Regions from separate parts of the Sus scrofa genome. Here region 1 is linked to region 2. The links are chromatin contacts, called in public Hi-C maps. All regions are on one chromosome and are shown on one strand. Each heading gives the region's core, a stretch centred on a gene start, on an enhancer-like site or on the middle of the called end of the contact. The rest is flanking DNA. Distances are from core to core; before and after follow the strand shown. Region 1 has its middle 44 kb from the start of C17H8orf4. Region 2 has its middle 47 kb from the start of C17H8orf4.

What was found. A called contact is a pair of places that touch in the nucleus more often than the background predicts.
Region 1: a Hi-C map of liver shows a contact between it and region 2, with 2.5 times the contacts expected there. The contact joins two enhancer-like sites. A contact is called at or near these places in 1 of 5 promoter capture datasets (liver) and 2 of 47 Hi-C or Micro-C datasets (embryonic fibroblasts and liver).

The regions. Positions count from the first base shown.
Region 1 is chr17:9,482,282-9,488,003 of Sscrofa11.1, reverse strand. No RefSeq gene overlaps it. Among named protein-coding and RNA genes, the nearest start is that of C17H8orf4, 44 kb to the right of the region's middle. Within about 2 kb of position 3,748, at least 13 of the 83 cell types and tissues checked have an H3K27ac peak or open chromatin away from gene starts, as enhancers often do. A contact at or near this core is called in liver, where this site is marked.
Region 2 is chr17:9,391,888-9,397,622 of Sscrofa11.1, reverse strand. No RefSeq gene overlaps it. Among named protein-coding and RNA genes, the nearest start is that of C17H8orf4, 47 kb to the left of the region's middle. Within about 2 kb of position 2,137, at least 7 of the 83 cell types and tissues checked have an H3K27ac peak or open chromatin away from gene starts, as enhancers often do. A contact at or near this core is called in liver, where this site is marked.

The sequences.
Region 1 (5,722 bases), core at 2,499-4,998, 89 kb before region 2:
AAGATGCTCTATGTTTTGGGCACTGGACCAGGCACTCGGTCAAGGTTGAATTACACGTGTCCTATGGTTTCAAAACTACCGGAGTCTAGACTGGAAAGGAAACAGGTAAACAAGTCAGAATGGAAAAAAATAAGTCTGTACTGAAGAGAGTGGTGACACAGGGGAGAGGTCATTGTTCTGCTTGTCTAGAGCATGGAAGCTTCACAGAACTGGTAGTTTTAATTCATTTTTTATTTTTTTTATTTTTAGGGCCACATCCGAGGTATATGGAAGTCCCCAGGTTAAGGGTCAAATTGGAGGTACAGCTGCTGGCCTACACCACAGCCACAGCCATGCTGGATCCGAGCCGAGTCTGCAACCTACACCACAGCTGGTGGCAGTGGCGGATCCTTAACCCACTGATAGAGGCCGGAGATCAAACACTCATCCTCATGGATACTAGTTGGGCCCGTTAACCGATGAGCCATGAAGAGAATTCCCAGAAGCGGTGGTTTTATTTATTTATTTATTTTTATTTTTTGTCTTTTTGTCTTATTATGGCCGCACCTGCAGCATATGGAGGTTCCCAGGCTAGGGGTCTAATCAGAGTTGTAGCCGCTGGCCTACACCACAGCCACCGCATCACCAGATCCAAGCCTTGTCTGCAACCTATACCACAGCTGGCAATGCTGGATCCTCCTTAACCCACTGAGCGAGGCCAGGGATTGAACCTACAACCTCATGGTTCCTAGTCAGCTTTGTTTCTACTGCGCCACGAGGGCAACTCTTTTTTTTTTTTTTTTTTTAAGAACTGGTGGTTTTAGATGCAGGACGATGACTAGTTTTCCAGGCAGGTTTAGAGAAGAAGAGCATCACAAGCAAAGGGAAAATGTTTGCACCAGCACGAGGATTACAATGGCACAGTGTGTTCAGGGAACCGGAAGTTGTTGGCATTGTCAGGGACCAAAATTCAAGGAAGTGGGTGGAGGGAGTTGGAACCACCAAAGCAGGTAGGGCTCAAAATGCAAGAAGCCCTGCGAGCCAGCCGTGTTAAAGGTTCTTGCCAGTGTATGTGAAAGGTGATGCCTTTTAGGTGGGGGAGAGGATGGTAGTGTTTTTGAGAGATGGTCGCTCAGGTTGGGATGGAAGCGTTTGGGGTGTAAGAATGGAGGCGCCAGCTGACTTTGGTTTTATACAAGCACAGGGCTCTTCACTTTGATACTTACCCTTTTTGAGTTTAGGCATGTTTTGTAGTGTTTTTGGTTTTGCATTAACTTTGTTTCTGGATGCACCTGCAGCATGTGGAAATTCTTGGGCCACGGATGGAATCCGAGAGCCACAACTGCAACCTACACCACAGATATGGCAACACCGGATCTTTTAACCCACTTCCCCGGGTAGAGGATTGAACCGTCGTCTCTGAGGAGACCTGAGCTGCTGCAGTTTCTTAACCACTGCGCCACAGCAGGGACTTCTGTTGTGTAGTTTTAACAATCCTTCTTCTCACTTCAAAGTATCCTCATCTCTGATATGGCAAAATGGTATCACTTACTTCATTTTGCATGTGGGGAATCTGGGTAAAACCGCTGTAAGTGAAGCTGAGATTAGAACTTGCATGCCTACGCCTTCATTTTCCCTCTTTTTTTTTCGTTCTTTCCTTCCTCCTCCCTCCCTCTCTCCCTTCTTTCTTCCCTCCCTTCTCTCTCTCTCTCTTTCCTTCTTTCTTCTTCAATCACAGGAAAATGTTCTCCTAAATTACTAAAGACATTGCCTAGAGATGGGGCAGTGCCCCCAAAGCAATCAGTATGGTTGCTTAAAAAAAAAAAAAAAAAACAGACACTCAATGGGGTGTATTTTACTGGGTGAAAAATTCAGTTGCCAAGCACACATTGTACACATAGGTGTGTGTAAATATATATGTATTTGTGTATATAGATTATCTCTCTCTAGGTACATGCATACGTCTATACTGAATTGCACGTAAGTTGTGTGCTTTCCAATACCGATGAATTTGGTCGCACATGGTCAAACTTTGATCTTGGTTTGTTACGTGCCTGTGTTAGGAAAAAACTGCACATCAGGTTCAGAGGCATCTAGTCCCTTGGAAATAGAATTTTTCTGTAGGGACCTTTCAAATGAGAGTCAGTGAAGAAGAGCTGTAATATCACCTGTGTGTTTCTCTGCTGCTGCTGGTTTACAAGAGTCCAACCAGCGATCCTATTCCCCAGAGAGAAAACATTTCTTTAAAGGCCAGATTTCTCCATGAGGAGTCTTTCTAGCATTTTCTTTTTTTAATACAAAATCCGCCCAACAAGAAATGCCTTTGCCCGTGTTAGCACCTGGCTCCAATTATGAGGGTTTTTTTTTTTTTTTCCTTATTAATGGCTATAAAGAGGCAGGTTGTGTAACCAGGCATAACTTTCACAGCTAAAAATAACCTAATCTCTGTTAGCAGGTCTTCGGGCACAAAACAAGGAAATTTTCTTCATGTAACACTCATTCGGTGAGTTCACTTTTCACTTATCTGAAGCCATGCCCCCCGGAAGGACCATTAGTCATAAAGGTTCTGGCTTTGAGTGTTAGGAAAATCTGTAACCACACATGTCAAGGCATAAAATTCTCCAGAAGAACAAATAAGATTCCTAAAGAATTTCCCAGATGTCTTAATAGCACCACGTAATAGCTGGCACAGATGTCCTGGCCCTCCTGTTTGACTAGGCTGTTAAGCCTGAGATAGTGTATATTAGGATTATCTCAGACACGCTGCAGGGAGAAGCAAGGATTCTTCTGGAGTCAGGCTGAATGGACCGATCCCTTCTTCATTATAATTGCAGTCTGCTCAAACATAGTTTATCTAGGACTTCCCATTGTGGCTCAGTGGGTTAAGAACTCAACTAGTATCCATGAGGATGCAGGTTCGATCCCTGGCCTTGCTCAGTCGGCTAAGGATCCAGCACTGCTGCAAGCTGTGGCATAGGTCACAGATGTGCGTAGGATGTGATGTTGCTGTGGCTATGGTGTAGATCTCAACGGCAGCTCTGATTTGACCCCCCAGCCTGGAAACTTCCATATGCTGTGGGTATGGGCCTAAAAAGAAAGAAAAATTTAAAATTAAAAAGAATAGTTTATCTGAGAGTTCCCCTGTGGCTCAGAGTGTTAAGGATCCGGGGTTGTCATGGCACAAGCACAGGCTCTGGTCACTGCTGTGGTGCGGGTTCGATCCCTGGCCTGGGAATTTCCACCTGCTGCAGGTGAGGCCAAAAAAAAAAAAAAGAAAAAAAAAGAAAAAACACTTGCTAACCTTAGAACTAGAGATTTCAGAAGGATTGTTTTTCTTCTGGCTCCTGTTTTCCCTTGTCTGCTTGAGTACCCCGTGTTGTTTGGGCCCATTTTATGCCCGAACTGGAATTAATGGTGCTGTAAACTTGAGCTCAGTCAGGGAGCCTTCACCTAAGAAACTGTTAAGGAGCAGAGCTGTAAATCTAATCATCAAATATTGAATTATCTCTAATTTATTTACTTAGGGAATGGAGAGCCTGGAGTTCTGCAATCAAATGTGTCCGGATTGATGATGAAAGAGCATTTTTAAGAGCAGGAGGAACAAAGCTTTTAGTTTTTGGCTTTTTTCTTTCCCTCCCCTAGTAAAATGCCTCCAAACAGCAGGGTTGTTAATACTAAACCCAATTTAGAAAGTGAAGGTCCCGAGGCCTCTTTATGCCAGGCCCCTTGAACCTGGCAGCAAAACCACCTTCAGCCCTTACTGCTCACAGCCTCCCTGCTGTCTGTCAAAGATGAAATACAAACATACGAATCTTCCCCCCAACCCCACCCGCCCAGAAGCAGAAACCCAATGAAGTTCTAGCATTTGTTTGCCCTTCTGCTTGTCCCAGGTGAAAGGGGCAGAGAAATGACCCAGAGTTGCTTTTTCCTTGTCCCTGTTTTGCAGTCTCCAAATGCAGGGGGCACGTCTGACTGCTCTGTAGTTGCATACTCCTGTTGTTTTATTTTCTTTATTTTATTTTGTCTTTTTAGGGCCACACCTGCAGCATGTGGAGGTTCCCAGGTTAGGGGATGAATTGGAGCTGTAGCCTGGCCTACACCAGAGCCACAGCAACGCCAGATCCGAGCCGTGTCTGTGACCTACACCACAGCTCGTGGCACTGCTGGATCCTTAACCCACTGAATGAAGCCAGGGATCGAACCTGGGTCCTCATGGTGACTGGTCAGATTCATTTCTGCTGTGCCATGGCGGGAATTCGCTCCTGTTTCTTTAAAGGTGCAGAATCACAGAGAATGTTGCATTGAATTCTGCAGAGGATCAACCATAATGGAGTTATTCCCATGTACCCACCACAGATTTGATTACCGCATCATCTTGAATGATAAATGTAAGACCATATAACACATTCATCGACAGGAAATTTTCCTCAGATCCCCCTTCGATTCGTAGAGAGGATGAGTTATGTAAAACAGCAAACCAAGCAGTCCAGTGTTTTAGTTACAAACAGGGACCCCTCAGTGTACCCTACCTACACAATAAATGGCTGCTGTGTGTCTTATGTTTGTAAAATAAAACTGAAGTTATAATCCACAGATGAAGGTGTGGTTGTGTTTCCGAATCCACAGCAGGGCTTGCTCATCGCTGCCCATGAGATCACCTGTAGGTGTTCCAGAATCTTCAAGGGGACCGGGGGATGCTGAGAGGATGTCCTGGGTTAGTCTCATAGGTTATTCAGATTTAAACACCTCCATCCCTCAACACATCCATTCTGAAACTCTTTTAATCTAAAGCAGTGGTTCTTAATGGGGGGTGGGGGGGATTTTGTCTCCCAGGGGACACTTAGCGATGTCTGGTGACATTTTTCATTGTCCCAACCATGGGAAGGCGGTGGGGTAACACTGGCATTCGTGAACAGAGGTCAGCCTTGCTAGTAGCCACATGTGTAGGACACCCAACCGCAACAAAGAGTTTTGTGGCTGCAAAGTCCCTTTGTCCATAATGATGAGCCGGAGATGTTGGATTTAAGTGAACTTGAGTTCAAGGGGTGGCACCTTACAGCCTATGAACTAGATCTGGCCCTTCTGCCTGTTTTATTATTATTATTTATTTATTTATTTATTTCGGTCTTTTTGGCTTTTCTAGGGCCTCTCCTGTGGCACATGGAGATTCCCAGGCTAGGGGTCGAATAGGAGCTGTACCCACCGACATACGCCGGAGCCACAGCAACGTGGGATCTGAGTCACGTCTGCAACCTACACCACAGCTCATGGCAACGCCAGATCCATAACCCACTGAGCAAGGCCAGGAATCGAACCCCCGCAACCTCATGGTTCCTAGTCGAATTTGCTAACCACTGTGCCACGACGGGAACTCCCTGCCTGTTTTTATAAGTAAACTTTTATTAGAATGCAGCCATGCTCGTTCCCGTACATATTGTCCATGGTGCTTTCATGCTGCAAAGATACAGCTGAGTAGTTGTGACAGAGATTGTGTGACTACAGAGCCTAAAATATTGATTATCCAGTGCTTTACAAAATAGTCAAATGGAATTTTACGATGTCAATAAGCATGTTAATTTTTCAGATCAATTTAGGTACTATTAAAAATAGTCACAGCATCGGAGTTCCTGTTGTGGCGCAGTGGTTAATGAATCCGACTAGGAGCCATGAGGTTGCGGGTTCGATCCCTGCCCTTGCTCAGTGGGTTAACGATCCGGCGTTGCTGTGAGCTGTGGTGTAGGTT
Region 2 (5,735 bases), core at 888-3,387:
ATGAAAGTACTTTATTCCCCATTTAGAATTCTTTTCCGCAGCTCATAAGTAAAATTCCTCCTCGCTGGGGTTATTGAGTTTAAAGTCACTTAAAACCCTGAAAAACTCATGCAAGAGGCGCCCTCTACTTGGACGAAGTCCTAGCCAACTACAGAGGTTGCTTAGATAGAAGATTTGGCATCTCGAAGGTCAAAGATGGTGTAAGAAATTTGCTAAGATGACCAGAACAAAAGACCAAGTAGATAGTCTCATTGGATTTCTGTGAGGGAGAAGTGGGTTCAAAGGTGGGAACAATTGAACAGAGTGAATTTGGGAGAGCTTTGAAAACTAGACTGAAAAGGTATTGCTTTTCACTGATCAATAGTAAATCATGACATGCTCTTGAGAAATGAAAGACTCCAGCTGCTGCAGTATTTCAAGAGACTTAGCCTGGTAGCTGTAGGCCAGTTGACTTGGATGCAAAGAGTACACATTTTGGATTAACCAGAACTACAATGATAGAGGCCTGTGTAATTAGGAAGCAGGATGGATAGGGAGATAACTTTGAAGAGTAATTTAAAATTTCAATTTGGAGTGGAAAGGCAATGAGATCTTGCTGTATAGCACAGGGGTGTATCTAGTCACTTATGATGGAACATGATGGAGGATAATGTGAGAAAAAGAGTATATTTATATCACTTTGCTATAGAGCGGAAATTGACAGAACATTGTAAATCAACTATAATTTTAAGAACCTTTAAAAAAAAAAGAAACAAAATTTCAAAGAAGGAAGAAGACTTTCCTCTTTCTCTTCCTTTGCGTGGAAGTAGGAACATGTTAGGAGGTGGAAGAATAAAGTATGATTGCAAAGCTTTCAACCTTCATAATTGAGATGGTGGACAGAGTGAGACCTTTGGACATGTTTGTGATTTGCATTTGGATTTAGGCGAAGAAGACCCACTTGATTTGGGCATGTGGGGTTTGCGGTGACCATAGGACATCCAACCAGATGTATTTAGTAGGATGTGTGAATGGTACGGTCATCAGCTCTGTAAAAATATCAGTCATGGCTACTTCTCCAAGGGAATTAGAATGAGAAAGTCATAGGGGCTAAGAAAGACCTTCAATGAAAGAAAAAAAACCTGGAGTTCCCACTGTGGCACAAGGGAACTGGTGTCATCTCTGCAGCACCCTGGGATGCAGACTCCATCCGCAGCCTAATACAGAGCGTTAAGAATCTGGTGTTATCCCAACTGTGGTCCATCCCAGGAACTCCATATGCAGTGGGCAGTCAAAAAAGGAAAACAGAAAAGAAAGAAAGCAAGAAAAAAAAAGTGCCGAAAAAGCAGAGTGAAGGAAAAGGAAGAGAGGTAGGGGAAACAGAATGGTTCAAATCTGTGGAAAGAGAGATAAAAGAGGATTAAAAGAGATGGATACCAAAGTCAAACCTCTGGTTGATGTCAAGGACATGAAATTTGTGAACTGGCCACCTTGACGGAGCTGTCAATGGAATGGTTAGAGTGAAAGTCAAAATACAGTCACTGCAGGTGGAGAGGGAGGATGTAGATTAAGAAACAAAGAAACTAGAAGGTGTAAAGAAGATGGCAGCTGTGGAAAGACCAGGGGCAGCTGGAAGGGTTTATTTTAGGGCTTGGGACTCTTGGGGCTGGGGACAGCTTTTGGACCTGGAGTTGAGAGGCTACATGTTTTTTAAGAGTTTTACTGAAGTCTAGTCGATTGATATTTCTGCTGTCCAGCAAAGTGACTTGGATATGCATACATGTATTCTTTTTTCATATTCTTTTCCATTATGGTTTGTCACAGGATCCTCAATACAGTTCCCCGTGCTACACAGTAGGACCTTGTTGTTCGTCTGTTCCCATATATAATAGTTTGAGAGGGTGCATGTTGTGAGGGCGCATATCCTAAAGTACCATGATGAACCCGGCAATGGGTCCAATGCTGTATAACCTGACTGTTGTTTTAAGTTTATGGCTTGAATGGAAGAGTTTCAAGGATCAGCTCACATGAATAAGCGGGAGAAAGAGGAGATGCAAAATACCCTTTGTACTGGATTTCACTGTAAAAGTCAGCCTCGCGACGCCCTTCAAACTGGTAGGAAGCCAGCATCTTCAGAGCCTACTAACTTCCTGCTCAAACTGTGAGGACAGACTAAAACCAGATGTGTTGTGACCTTCTCAAAACCTACACTCAGGCAGGAGGCCATAATATGCTGTTTAAATACAGCCCACGTGTCCCTGATGCAGGGCCTCCTTTTCCAGGATGTATGGGCACGGGGCCGTGGAGGGGGTAAGTGTGATGCCAGCTGCAGAGGCTCCAGGCTAGGATCTTACAAAGAACAAGCTCCCCCTGCATGTGAACAGATGCGTCACGAGTGGTTCCTCTTCAATTCTGAGATGTTTCACCCTAAAGCTTCAGCCACTAAGGAGACACTTGACATGCAATTGTGACCCTGTCCGATGTTCTCATAATGAAAAGAAGAAGTGGAGCTGGGTCCCTGAAAGGTCAACTTTCAGAAACTGGAAAAGACAAACAAAAGAGTGGTTTTTGTTAATGTTATTTTTTTCAACATGACTCAAGTTATAGGCCTGCTGCTTCCTTGCGGTTCTGGTTCACCAGTCAGTGCATCTCTCATTGGGAATTCTATTTTTTTTTTTTTAATTTGGCTTTGACATTGTTTTCCTAATTTGTTTCCATTTCTTCTTTTAGACCACCCAGAAAATATTTGTCTTTCATTTTTCTGTTTTCCCTCTCGCACGCACACACATGCACAAGTCTTTCTCTCTCTCATTTTAAAAGACTTTTTTTTTTTTTCGTCTTTTTAGGGCTGCATCCAGGGCATATGGAGGTTCCCAGGCTAGGGGTCGAATCGGAGCTGTAGCCGCTGGCCTATACCACAAGCACAAACACTTGGGATCCAAGCCACCTCTGTGACCTACACTAGAGCTCACAGCAATGCCAGATCCTTAACCCACTGAACGAGGCCAGGGATCGAACCTGTGTCCTCATGGATACTAGTCAGATTCGTTTCCACTGAGCCACAACAAGAACTCCTCATTTTTTTTTTCTATTTATTTAGCTTTTTAGGGCTGCACCTGTGGCATACAAAAGTTCCCGGGCTAGGAGTCAAATCAGAGCTGCAGCTGAGGCCTATACCACAGCCACAGCAGCAGTGGATCCCAGCCATATGCTGCAGGTGTGACCCTAAAACAAAAAACAAAACAAAACTGCATTAAATAAATGAGATCATATAGACATAAAAGTGTGCTGAAAGTTGTATAACCCAACACTTGTTAAAACAAATATCATCATTGTGATGTAATTATGGAAGGAATTGCCTCTTTAGGTGCTTTAATACAAATAGGCCTCTGATCTGTTTTCATTAAAGTTGGATGAGTAAATTTCCGCAATTACGAGACACATTGTTCTTTGTGAATGTATGAGCAGGCTGACCTTTTATAGATCAGCCTCCTAGAAGGTTCTATGATTCCAAAGTGGAACTAATATTGAATTGGGCTTTAGCCTTATCGCCATCTCCTTCAATCCTTCCTGCCCAAAAGGTTTTTATGCTTTCATAAGGAACTGTTGCACACATTGATATTGGCAGAATCTTGGCAGATAGGCAGAGGGAGATATTTGGAGTTAGGGAAGCATTTCAGAGTACCTAGTTAAATCATAAATTTTCTACTATCTCTTATAAGTTTTCAGCTCAGATTTCCTGAGTCTCAGATAAGATTAACTCCCCCACCCTCACACACACACACACACACACACACACACACACACACACCCAGTTTCAGTTTATAAAATGGTGTGGTGTGGAGGTCCTTGGATGGATAAAGAAGAAAGAGCAATAGGAAAAATTAGCACATGCCAATATTCCATTATAGACCCAGTCATAAATCATGAAGATAGGCTATGCCAGACATCCAGACACATGTAAATGAAGGTTGTCAATAAGAACGATGGAGGGGAGTTCCCGTCGTGGCTCAGTGGTTAACGAATCCGACTAGGAACCATGAGGTTGCGGGTTCGGTCCCTGCCCTTGCTCAGTGGGTTAAGGATCCAGCGTTGCCGTGAGCTGTGGTGTAGGTTGCAGACGCGGCTCGGATCCTGCGTTGCTGTGACTCTGGTGTAGGCCGGTGGCTACAGCTCCGATTCAACCCCTAGTCTGGGAACCTCCATATGCCGCGGGAGCAGCCCAAGAAATAGCAACAACAACAACAAAAGACAAAAGACAAAAAAAAAAAAAAAAAAAAAAAAAAAAAGAACGATGGAGGTGGGAGTTCCTAATGTGGTGCAGCAGAAACAAATCCGACTAGTAACCATGAGGCTGTGGGTTCAATCTCTGACCTGGATCAGTGAGTCAGGGATCTGGTGTTGCCATGAGCTGTGGTGTAGGTCGCAGATGTGGCTAAGATCCTGCATTGCTGTGACTGTGGTGTAGGCCAGCAGCTGTAGCTCCGATTAGACCCCCTAGCCTGGGAACCTCCATATGCCACAGATGGGGCCCTAAAAGGCAAAAAAAAAAAAAAAAAAAGAACAATGGTGGGGGAGGCGCCCTGTTTTGAGAGTGAAGTCCTCATAAGAGTTTCAAAAAACAGCTCCCATTCCAAGAAAGCATCTCCAGGAGCAGCAGGCATAGAATCTCAATGACAATGTTCTTAGCCTTATTCATACAAATAAGTTAATGGAAACTAGCATTACCCCACCAAGCAGCCAAGCAGGAAAGGCCTCATTATGGCAGTGTGATTTGTACTTGGGGATTCAATTTTTCCCAAAGTAAGAACTTCGTCAAATAAAGTTATGACATTTTTTTTTGGGGGGGGGTGCCCAAATGGCATAAGGAAATACCCAGGTCAGGAATCGAACTCACACCACAGCAGCCACCCAAACTGCTGCAATTAACAATGCTGGATTCACAACCTGCTGAGCCAGTAGGGACGTTTTGACTTTTCAATAAAAGAAATAGTGTCCTCAAATAAGGGGCAAAATACATATATTTTCCCAATGGTTAACTCTTTGTAGGTGTTATTGGTCTCAGAGCCAATCTTGGAAAAAGATGCTGAAATAAAGATGAAATAATGTATGAGCCAATGCTTTGAAGAGGTAAAGACTATCTGATTTTTGGCACTGACAGTGATAGCCTTCATCTTCTCTGTCTTGCAAAGTCCTCAGGGTGTGAGGGAGAGTTCAGAGAAAGGAAAGGCCTTTGAGAAAAGAAGGAGTATGCATTTGCCTGCAGCTCTTGTTTCTTTTTTCTTTCTTTCTTTTCTGGGGCCACTCCCGCAGTATGTGGAGGTTCCCAGGCTAGGGGTCTAATCAGAGCTGTCTACGCCGGCCTACGCCAGAGCCACAGCAATGTCAGATCCAAGCTGCATCTGCAACCTACACCACAGCTCACGGCAATGCCGGATCCTTAACCCACTGAGCAAGGGCAGGGACCGAACCCACGACCTCATGGTTCCTAGTCAGATTCGTTAACCACTGTGCCACAACGGGAACTCCTGCAGCTCTTGTTTCTTTAAAATTATGCCACACTCTGAAATAGCATGTGAGTCCCTTCAAAATATTTGCAATGGTTTTCCATAGCATAAGGCTTAGGCTTTTTAGTTGCAGGAGTCTCACCTTAAGGGTTATTCCACTATACATACATGAATATTTAACACTCTAAGATAAAACATTGCCTATGGGTTGGATTTTCCTGGAAGGGCTGGTGAAAGAATGTCATCATT